Regions from separate parts of the Sus scrofa genome. Here regions 2 and 3 are each linked to region 1. A link is a contact called in public HiChIP or PLAC-seq and promoter capture Hi-C data. All regions are on one chromosome and are shown on one strand. The core of a region is the stretch at or near the end of the contact, and the rest is flanking DNA. Distances in the headings are between cores, read along the strand shown.

What was found. Promoter capture Hi-C pulls out the DNA fragments that hold promoters and counts their contacts. HiChIP or PLAC-seq counts read pairs in DNA pulled down with a chosen protein or histone mark.
Region 2: a contact with region 1 is called in an H3K27ac HiChIP or PLAC-seq map of alveolar macrophages. The contact joins the promoter of CPEB4 here to the promoter of CREBRF in region 1.
Region 3: a contact with region 1 is called in a promoter capture Hi-C map of fetal liver, with 6 times the contacts expected there. The contact joins the promoter of SH3PXD2B here to the promoter of CREBRF in region 1. A contact is called at or near these places in 1 of 5 promoter capture datasets (fetal liver) and 1 of 2 datasets of contacts at active chromatin or transcription factors (alveolar macrophages).

Annotation. Positions count from the first base shown.
Region 1 is chr16:51,209,302-51,212,150 of Sscrofa11.1, reverse strand. It overlaps CREBRF (CREB3 regulatory factor), which reads left to right and starts at 1,345. Exons shown (of 9, transcript XM_013990647.2): 1 at 1,345-1,499.
Region 2 is chr16:50,497,607-50,500,455 of Sscrofa11.1, reverse strand. It overlaps CPEB4 (cytoplasmic polyadenylation element-binding protein 4), which reads left to right and starts at 1,370. Exons shown (of 8, transcript XM_005657625.3): 1 at 1,370-2,849. The coding sequence starts at 2,755. It overlaps LOC110257261, which reads left to right. Exons shown (of 2, transcript XM_021076837.1): 1 at 1-1,214; 2 at 1,370-2,362. The coding sequence starts at 920. The coding sequence ends at 1,566.
Region 3 is chr16:51,731,820-51,734,668 of Sscrofa11.1, reverse strand. It overlaps SH3PXD2B (SH3 and PX domain-containing protein 2B), which reads right to left and starts at 1,499. Exons shown (of 14, transcript XM_021077089.1): 1 at 1,284-1,499. The coding sequence starts at 1,358.

The DNA of each region.
Region 1 (2,849 bases), core at 96-2,595:
CTCACAAAGGTTAAATAATGTGTGCTAGTTCACACATTGATAGAGCAAGGATTCAAATCCACGTTGCTATTCAACCAGTATTCAATGACTGCCTGTGTGGCAGGCGTGAAAGAGGGTAAACAATGCCAGCTAGGAGTTCCCTTGTGGCACAGAAAGTTAAAGATTCAGCAATGTCATTGCAGCAGCCGGTGGGGGGCGGGGGGGGGTTGGGGCAGTTCGATCCCTTGTGAGGGAACTTCCACATGCCGTGGGCGTGAAAAACAAACAAACAAAAAATACACAACATGGGCTAGCCCTTGTGCTCTTGAAACTTAGGACCTATAAAAGTCTTTCTGGTTCAAAAGTCCGTGGTTTTGACATTACTACTTATCCCTATCTGTGCAAAGAGGAGCCACTTTTTCAAAGGCAATTTGAGAACTCCTAAGACAAAACTGGTATCTAAAGGAATCTGGACAAGCATTTCTGTTCCCCAGTACTCCTTTATGCTTACTAAAATTAGATTTCTGTTCTGTGCTCAGAAGATAAATTTTGTGCTCTTAAGACGTATAAAGAGCAATCTGGAAGCATAGGCTGTGATGACAGACCTGCGTTCTAGTCCCAACTGGATCATTTACAAATTGCCCGACCTTGAGCGAGTAATTTAACCTCTCTGAGCCTTAATTTATGAAAAATTGCTATATTACCACTGAATGTTATTATTTATAGAATCAGGGACCACACACACACAATCACTCAAGTCCACGTGTTACGAAGGCTTGTTTGTATAGGTGGTTCTACCAGCATTCTGTTTGGTTGTGTATGGATCGCACCATTAAAGGTGCATGAAATCTGGTTAATTCCAGGGTCTGGAACATACGTGCACAATAAGTATTAGTTGAAAGAACGAACGAACAACTCAAGGCAAGATCAGTCTGTAAGAGAACTAGGAGGTTCAGACGTGGAGAACATTCATAAAACAGAAAGTAGATACATTCTCCTTTCTAAGTTAACGCTCTGTTTTCGTAGCTCCTTTCACGTTTCAGTAAACTGTAAAATGGGCATATGGGCACTTTAGGCCTCGCCGCGCAGTTGTGAGATTAGATAAAATGCTGGACGTGAAAGCATTTGTAAACCAACATCCCCCACGAACATGAGTGTAGCTCGGTATCCGAGACAGCCCACGCCTACGCTACACTGGCGGGCGCCGAGCCCCAGCTCCGCCCCCTCTTCCTGGTTTTTCCCGGCAACCCGCCCCTCCGGCGTCATGTGACAGAGGTGCCCTGCCGGACCGAGCTCCTGATTGGCCCGGCTGCAGAACGCCTCGCGATTGGCCCAAGGCCGGCGGGCCCCCGCCTCCCTCCTCCTCCTCGCCGCGGCCCACGTGAGGGGGGCGAGTCACGCGATTTCCGGGAACCCGTCAGGAAGGACATAAACAAAACAAACCCGAGGCAGCATGGAGAGGGGCCGCGGCCCCTGCAGCGGAACCGGACCCAGCCCCTGAGCCGCCCCCACATCCACAGGTGAGCTCCGCTGCCCGCCGCCCAGAGCCCGCTGGGACCTGGGCTGAGGGACGAGCCGGGTGGGGGGCGGAGGAGGACCGCTGGCCTAGGACGCGACAGCGCCGGGTCTCTGGGCCCGGCCGGCGCGGGGCGGGGGCCGGGACCAAGGCCGAGTCTGGCGGCGCGCGGGCCTCAGGCTGCCGCCTGCCGGTCACGGGGGCTCTGGCTCCCCTCCCCCACCCCCGGCCCGGGACGGTTATATAAAAGCGCGGGGCGGCAGTAGAGGGACCCATGGGCGGGAGACAGGCTAGGCCAGGAGTGGGCAGTGCCGGGCGTCCGCCCTGCCAGGCCGCTCGGCCCTTCACCCCTGCCTCGGAGCCTGGGGCCGTGGCTGCCGGCAACCGGCCTGTCAGAGAAGCGAGCGGGTGGGAGGGGCCGGGGAAGGGAGGGGAGGCGAGGCTGGCGGGGGAGGAGGAGAGAGAGAGGGGCGTGTGAGGAAGGGCCGGGGCCACGAAGCTTGGAACCAGGCTGGCAGGGGAGACGAAGAGGCGCGGGCTGGGGGTGGGGGTGGGGTCCAGGCAGGGGTGTCTCGGGGTAGCCGCTCCCCCTTCTCTTCCCCGCCCCGGCGACGCGCTAGAGGGGCCTCCCTCCCGGGATTTGTTTATATGTCTTCTCAAAGCAGCTTGAAGCGGCTTGGAGGCGGAGCTTTCGGCGCCGAGTGGCAGCACGTGCTATCCAATCGGGCATGCGGACGGAGGCGGCCGCACCAATGGGCATGGGGGAGGCGGTGCTGCGGGCTCCCCAATTTGTTAGGCTGTGCCGGGGGTGGGCCGGGTGGGGCGGCCATGTTAGATGGGAGGGGACCGGTGGCGGTGGGTCACAGAGATGGGAGGAGACAGGGCAAAGGGCGAGGGAGCCGGGCCGGGGGCGTTTCGGGTGTCCGAAGGCGAGTCTGATCCGACCAGGAAGTAGCTCAGGGGAGCCTGACCCCGACCCACCGCTTTCCCCACCCGAGCCGAGGCGGCAGGGAAGTACCGAGGGCAGTCTAGCCGCCCCTTGGGGGTGGTTCCTGGGACCAGATGCAGCTCAGTCTCTGGATTCTCCCTCTTTCTCGGCCTTACGCTTCCTGACAAACCCGGCCTCCAAACCTTGTAAATGCCCTCCTTTAACCCAAGAAAGCAAATCTTTTTCGCTGTTTCTGAGCAAGCTTGAGCTTTAAGAATGCCTTAAGAAGGTACTTGGATAAATAGCGGTCTTTTTGCCCCAGGCCTCAGATGGAAGCAGGCAGTAAGAAGGAAGTTGTGCTTTTCTGGAAAAGAAAATCAGGACTAGAAAAGCCGAGAAAGTTAAGGGCTGGGCGGAGTCTCCATT
Region 2 (2,849 bases), core at 121-2,620, 710 kb after region 1:
TTATTACCCTAGGTCCTGAGGGTGGTCATAGCCATGGGAATGCACAAATATGAACAAGACATGGAATCCTTGTGCAGCAAATAACCTAAATGATGAAAGTTTGAGAGATGTGAGGTCCAAAACAAATGGCCTAAACAATGAAATAATTCAGACTTGGAAAGGGGACTGCAATTCAGGAAAGATTTCATTGTGGTTAGTTTTTCCGCTAGTTTCTTCAGCATTCATTCATTCATGACTCCTGTCTACAAGGTGCCCTCCTCAAAGAGGCCACAGTTGACCACAGGCCCAAGAGACATAAGCAACCATTAAAATAGGGGATAAACAAGCATGAGACATACACAGGGCCATGGATGTTGATAAGAGGGAATTTAGAAGACAGAGTTGGTAGCTTTTGAGCCGATTCCTAAAACTAAATAGGAGCTTACCAGGTGGAGAAGAAAGGAAATGGAAGGTTTAAAAGGCACTGAGAAGAGTTAGAGCAGCTTGGTGTGGGGCGTTTGGAGATGAGGTGTTAAGATATACTGCTCACAGAGTGGAAAATCTTTGACTACTAGGCTAAAAAGTTTGGTTTTTTCCAAGGAGGTAGTGGGCAGCTGAAGAGAGATCTGAGCAGGTGAGGTCCATAATAAAGATTTTCGTTTTGTACATCTCCCTCTGGTAAACCGGTAGGGTGAACTAGAGCCAGATGGGGATGAGGGCTCAGCCAAGGACGCCGACAGCGGCTGTATCTTTGTGCCTGAGACTGCACCAGACGGGAGCCTAAACCAAGCAAGAGGAGTGGGGATAGGGGAATGGAAGGTGAAGGAAGAGTCTATATTCAGGACAAGGACGTACGCAGTTCTAGGAACCTCACAGCCGCTGGGAAGAATCGCCTCCCCTTCCAGATCCCTCTGGGGCGGAGCTCCGACCAAGGTACGTGATGCCTGGGGAACCACATTTATTCTGGGCAGTCCTCACGTTCGTCCGCAGTTTTATGGGTCGCCACTCGGATCTCCCACGTCTGAACTCTTTCTCGTGGTGCTGGAGGAATCCGTTCTCTTCCGCGCGTCCTTATATGCCTTTCCAGCAGAGCATGGCTAGACGAGATAAACCGCGCAGGAGTCCTCTGCCCATACTAAAGATGGCGACCTGCTGCGCTCACTCTGGGTGGGGGACCCGGTTCCAGGAGCCCAGCCTCACTAGGCGAGGCGCAGACGGAAGGGGCGTCTCTCTAGGTAACTTTTCGACCTTCCTGGGAGGGGACGTGAGTCGGGGGGCGTGGCCTTATCTGAATTCCAACAGCTGATTGGCCTTTCGTCAGGTGGGCGGGGGCGTATGCCCTAACCCACCCCTCCCTTTTCGAACCGGAAGTGTCTCTCGGTCTTTCCAGCTGGTTGTCATTTCGCTCGGCTCGGTCCTGAGGAGAAGGACTCAGCCGCGGCTGCGGGACCCGGGCACCGGGAGGCGGTGGCGGCGGCGGCGGCAGTAGCGGCGGCAGCAGAGGAGGAAGAGGAGGAAGAAGGAGAGAGGAAGAGGAGCCAGGCGGAGTCCACAACAACGACAGCGGGGACTTCGGGACCGGGGTAAAGCGACCGCGGCGGCGACGACGACGGCCCACACAACCGTGAGGAGAAACAAAAGCCTTCTAAATTATAGTTTTTGAAAAAATCTGGGGGGGGGAAAGAGAGAGCAAAGGGGGGGGAGGTCCTTCTCTTTTGGAATAACTGCGCTGGTGGGTTTTTCCTTTTTTTCCCTGTCCCCCCCCACCCCCCTCGCTGCGGAGAATCGAACTGAGAGAACTGAACAAACCGCCCCTGGGTCCCATGAGGGAAAAAAAACCCGGAGCCGCAGAGAGGGGAAGAGGCCGAAACCGCAGGACCTTCCAGGTCGCCCCCTTGGTCGCCGCACCCCCGGGCCGCCAGCTCGTCCTCGTCGAGTCTCGCTAATCCCTCCTGATCGCGACACCCTCGAGTGGGAGAAACGGGTGTTTCCAGCCCATTTCATGGGGGAGAGGAGGCCAGGGGGAGCCCAGGAACAGCGCCCGCAGCAAGACCTGCACCCAGAGCTTCAGGAACAGCCCCAGAGGCCAAAACTGCACCCCGTGAAAGAGCAGAAACAGGACCAGGAACAGCAGAAACCTCCCTGCAATCATTTTTCCATTAGTCAATGCTGATTTCGCCTCCCACCCTAGATAACCTAATATAATCTATATATATAAAATATAATATATAATGTTCTTAAATTATTCCTGATTTTTTTAACTAAGCTGCCAAGAAAAAGAACGTATTCTCCCTTTAGCCCTATTCTAATTTTTAATGTGAGTGAATCTAAACTGCTGAAGAAGCCCATATGTGATTGTTAAATTATATATATATATATTTTTACTCTGCGCAATGCTTATTCTTCTACATTCATAGATGCTTGAGAAGCTGTGTTTTTGTCATTCATGTACGTTTTCCTTTGGAAAAAGAAAGCGCCTATTTTACTAACCAAAGACTTGATTTTTTACCCTCTTCATTTTTATTCCCTCCTAGAAATAAGCCCAGCTGGATTCATGTCAATGTTTTAAGATTTTTCTTTAGGGTTTGTTGTTTGTTTCAGAAACCAGAATTCCAAATCTGAACTATTTAGGGTGATAAGCTGCGATCTTTGAGCTAGCTAAAAATAAGGCATTTCAAACAAGCAACTTAAATTTGGCATAGAGGATACACATACAAAGACGTGAGACATCAGATTGTCTTTTTTATTATAAGATTCTGAGCCTAAAAATAATAAATGGGGGATTACGGGTTTGGAGTGCTAGTGCAAAGCAATACTGGGAATAAATCTGCTTTTCCAGTCAGATTCCATCCACATCTGCAGCCTCCACA
Region 3 (2,849 bases), core at 250-2,749, 520 kb before region 1:
CAATAACAATACAGGCTCACAAAGCACACCCTTTCTCACAGGGAGCGCAGAGTGGATTCCCGGCAATCTCCTTTCAGAATTTTACAGACGGTTCATGGAGAGCTTGTAGATCTGCTTTATAAGAAGCAGCCTCTTAAGAAAAGAGATCCAAAGACGACTTACTGGGAGGTCAAGGCGCTGAATGTAGCCAGCCAACGCCCCTTGCTCTTTATTGTTCTATACTTCTTTGTTAGGATTTTTTTTTCCCTCCCTCTTGCTCTTTTTTCCTTCCTGCTTAACTTCTCTGCAGCTAGGCGCTGCCACTGCCCCCTTCTCACCACCAGAGACACCACAGCCCTCTTCCCTCCTCCAGAGAGGCCTCCCCAAGGCCTCCCCTGGGTCCACCAACCCACAGACCCATTATCCCTCCACCTAGAAGCTCGGGCCCCTGAGAGGCCCCCTGAACCCACAGATTCAGCTTCAAGACGCCGTGGAAACCATTTCTCATCTAGGGGATCACCACCTGCCCCAGGCACACGTTCCAGAGGCAGGGAACACCGAATGCCTTGTTCCAGAACCCGAAGTCTCCTGGAGCCTCAGCTTTCCCATCCGCAAAACGATGCTACCCGCCCATTTTCTCAAGTCGTCGCCAGCACTAAACACGATTCCTATTTTGCCAGGGAACTACCAGGAGAAAACTTTAATACATTTTAAAACAGAAGTTACTGGAGAGAAGGAGCAGAGACTGGTTTTGTTTTCCGGGGTTTTTTGTGCACCTTTTCATGCTGCAGGCACTCAAAGCATCCATTCGCAGAGACCTTCACCGCTCGGCCTGGCCCCTCCGAAAGGGGGGAACCAACTTGGCGATCCCTGGTGGGGCTACCTGTGGCTGGGCACTGCGGGTCTGAGCGCCTCCGGACAAGGAGGGACAGGGCGGGCGGCCTGGGAACTGGCGCCTCTCTCTCTTTCTGTCTGTTTCCTACACCGGCTGGGGCCAGACTTGGGAAGGGCAGGACGGGAGTAGGGGACACAGGGAGCAAGGGGAAGGGGCGGCAAAGAGGCGAGGTGGGGGCGAGGCGGGAGGAGCGGGTGGAAGAGCGGAACAGGGCAAAAGAGAGGAGGGGAGGGGGAGAGAGGGAGGAGCCGGGAAAGACCCGGGCAGCTCAGCAGCAGGGCCGAGGCGGGGAGAGAAGGGGAGGTGGGGGAGAAAGAGCAGGAGGCAGAAGTTTTCAGAGCCGGGGGGCTCTCGGTTGCCCCCAGCAGGGCACCGGCTCGAGGGGGCGTGGGGGCCGCGCGATACTCACATAATGCTTGTTGGGCACCCGCCGCTTCTGCACGTCCAGTACCTTCACCTCCACGATGCTGCGCCGCGGCGGCATGGCCGCTCCTCTGCGGGGCCGAGCGCGAGGGCTGGAGGCGCGGGATGCAGGGGGCGCGCTGACGCGGACCGGGAGCCGGGGGCCGAGCGCGATCCAGAACCCGGGCCGAGCACGAGCCGCTGCAGCCGCCGCCGCCCTTCGCTCCGCGCGCCCTCCGGCCCGGCCGCCGCCGCCGCCGCCCGCCTCCGGCCCGCCCCCGGCCCGCCCCCCGCGCCGCCGGCCCGCCCCCCTTAAAGGGCCGGTCCCAACTCCCGCCTCCCGGCGCGCGGACCTGACTGGCCCACGTCCGGCCTCCGCAGGGCCTTTGTCCCAGCGGCGAGCCCCCGCGGCCAGGAGAGGGGACAGGCGGGCATCCGCCGTGCGAGCACTGATGGCCTGGTGGGTTCATTCCCGCACTCTCTTTCTGATAGTCGCGGTCGGGCGCTGGATTTGACGGCCAAACTCCTGGGTTCAAAGTCCAACTCTGCCGCTATTCAACTCTGTGACCTTGGGCAAGTGGCTTAACCTCTCTGAGCTCAGTTTGTTCATCTATAAAATGGGCCTAGTGCTGACGCCTACCAACCGGGGCTGTCCTCAGGATTAAGTGCCTGTGAGGTCAGAGCCACTATAAATGTTGTCATTTGTAAACTCAGCCTCAAGCCATGGGGATTCCGGGAGGTGCAAGAGGCCAGCAGCTTCTCCTCCTAGGCTTACAGTCTGAGAGATGGGGAGAGGGGGAGAAAAACAAACAAACAAACAAAAAAAAAACCCCAACAAATGCAAGTACAATACAATGACAATAGCAGCAAAACAGGGTGAGAGGGTGGTGAATGGGTGAAGGGCAGTGGATGCCTGTTCACAAGGCCATTGACTCCCAAACGTGAAGCACTTACTCCCTGCCTGGTGCAGTGCCTCTTGCTTTGGGGGACATGGTCTCTGAATTGTCAGGACAGCTGTGGGGAGAAGAGGGGGTTGCAGACCCATATTACAGAGGAGGTGTCTGAGAGTAGCCCCCAGAGTCACAGAGCTGGTGTCGGGACCCCATCTGTGTCTGGCTCTAGGCATATTTCACAAGTTAAAGCAGAGGGTGGCTTGGGCTGCTCCACATTTCTTCATCCAGCGCCTCCGAGGCCTGGCTTGGCACTGAGTCATTTTCAGGAGATGCTGGCTGAACAAATGTCTGAATGAATGTACGCATAATGCATGGATAGGAGGTTTAGGCCCCCGGCCAATGTTTTACACGAGTAAGCAGGGCTCCTTCCAGCAAACCACACAGCTCCCCTCCAGGCCTGAAGGAGCCCAGAGCTTCTTCGCATCCTAAATCCAGGGTGAGCCTTTGAAAGAGGGTGGTGGTGGTGGTGATCCAGGCAGGATGCGTGTCAGCAGCTCTGGCCAAGCCACTGGAGAGTCTGGTGCCAGTTCATTTTGACTCCGCCCAACTCCTTGCCCCTCTGACTTCCTTGCCAGGTTTTACCATCCTGCTCAGGCCCTGGAGGCTGGCCGATGAGGATG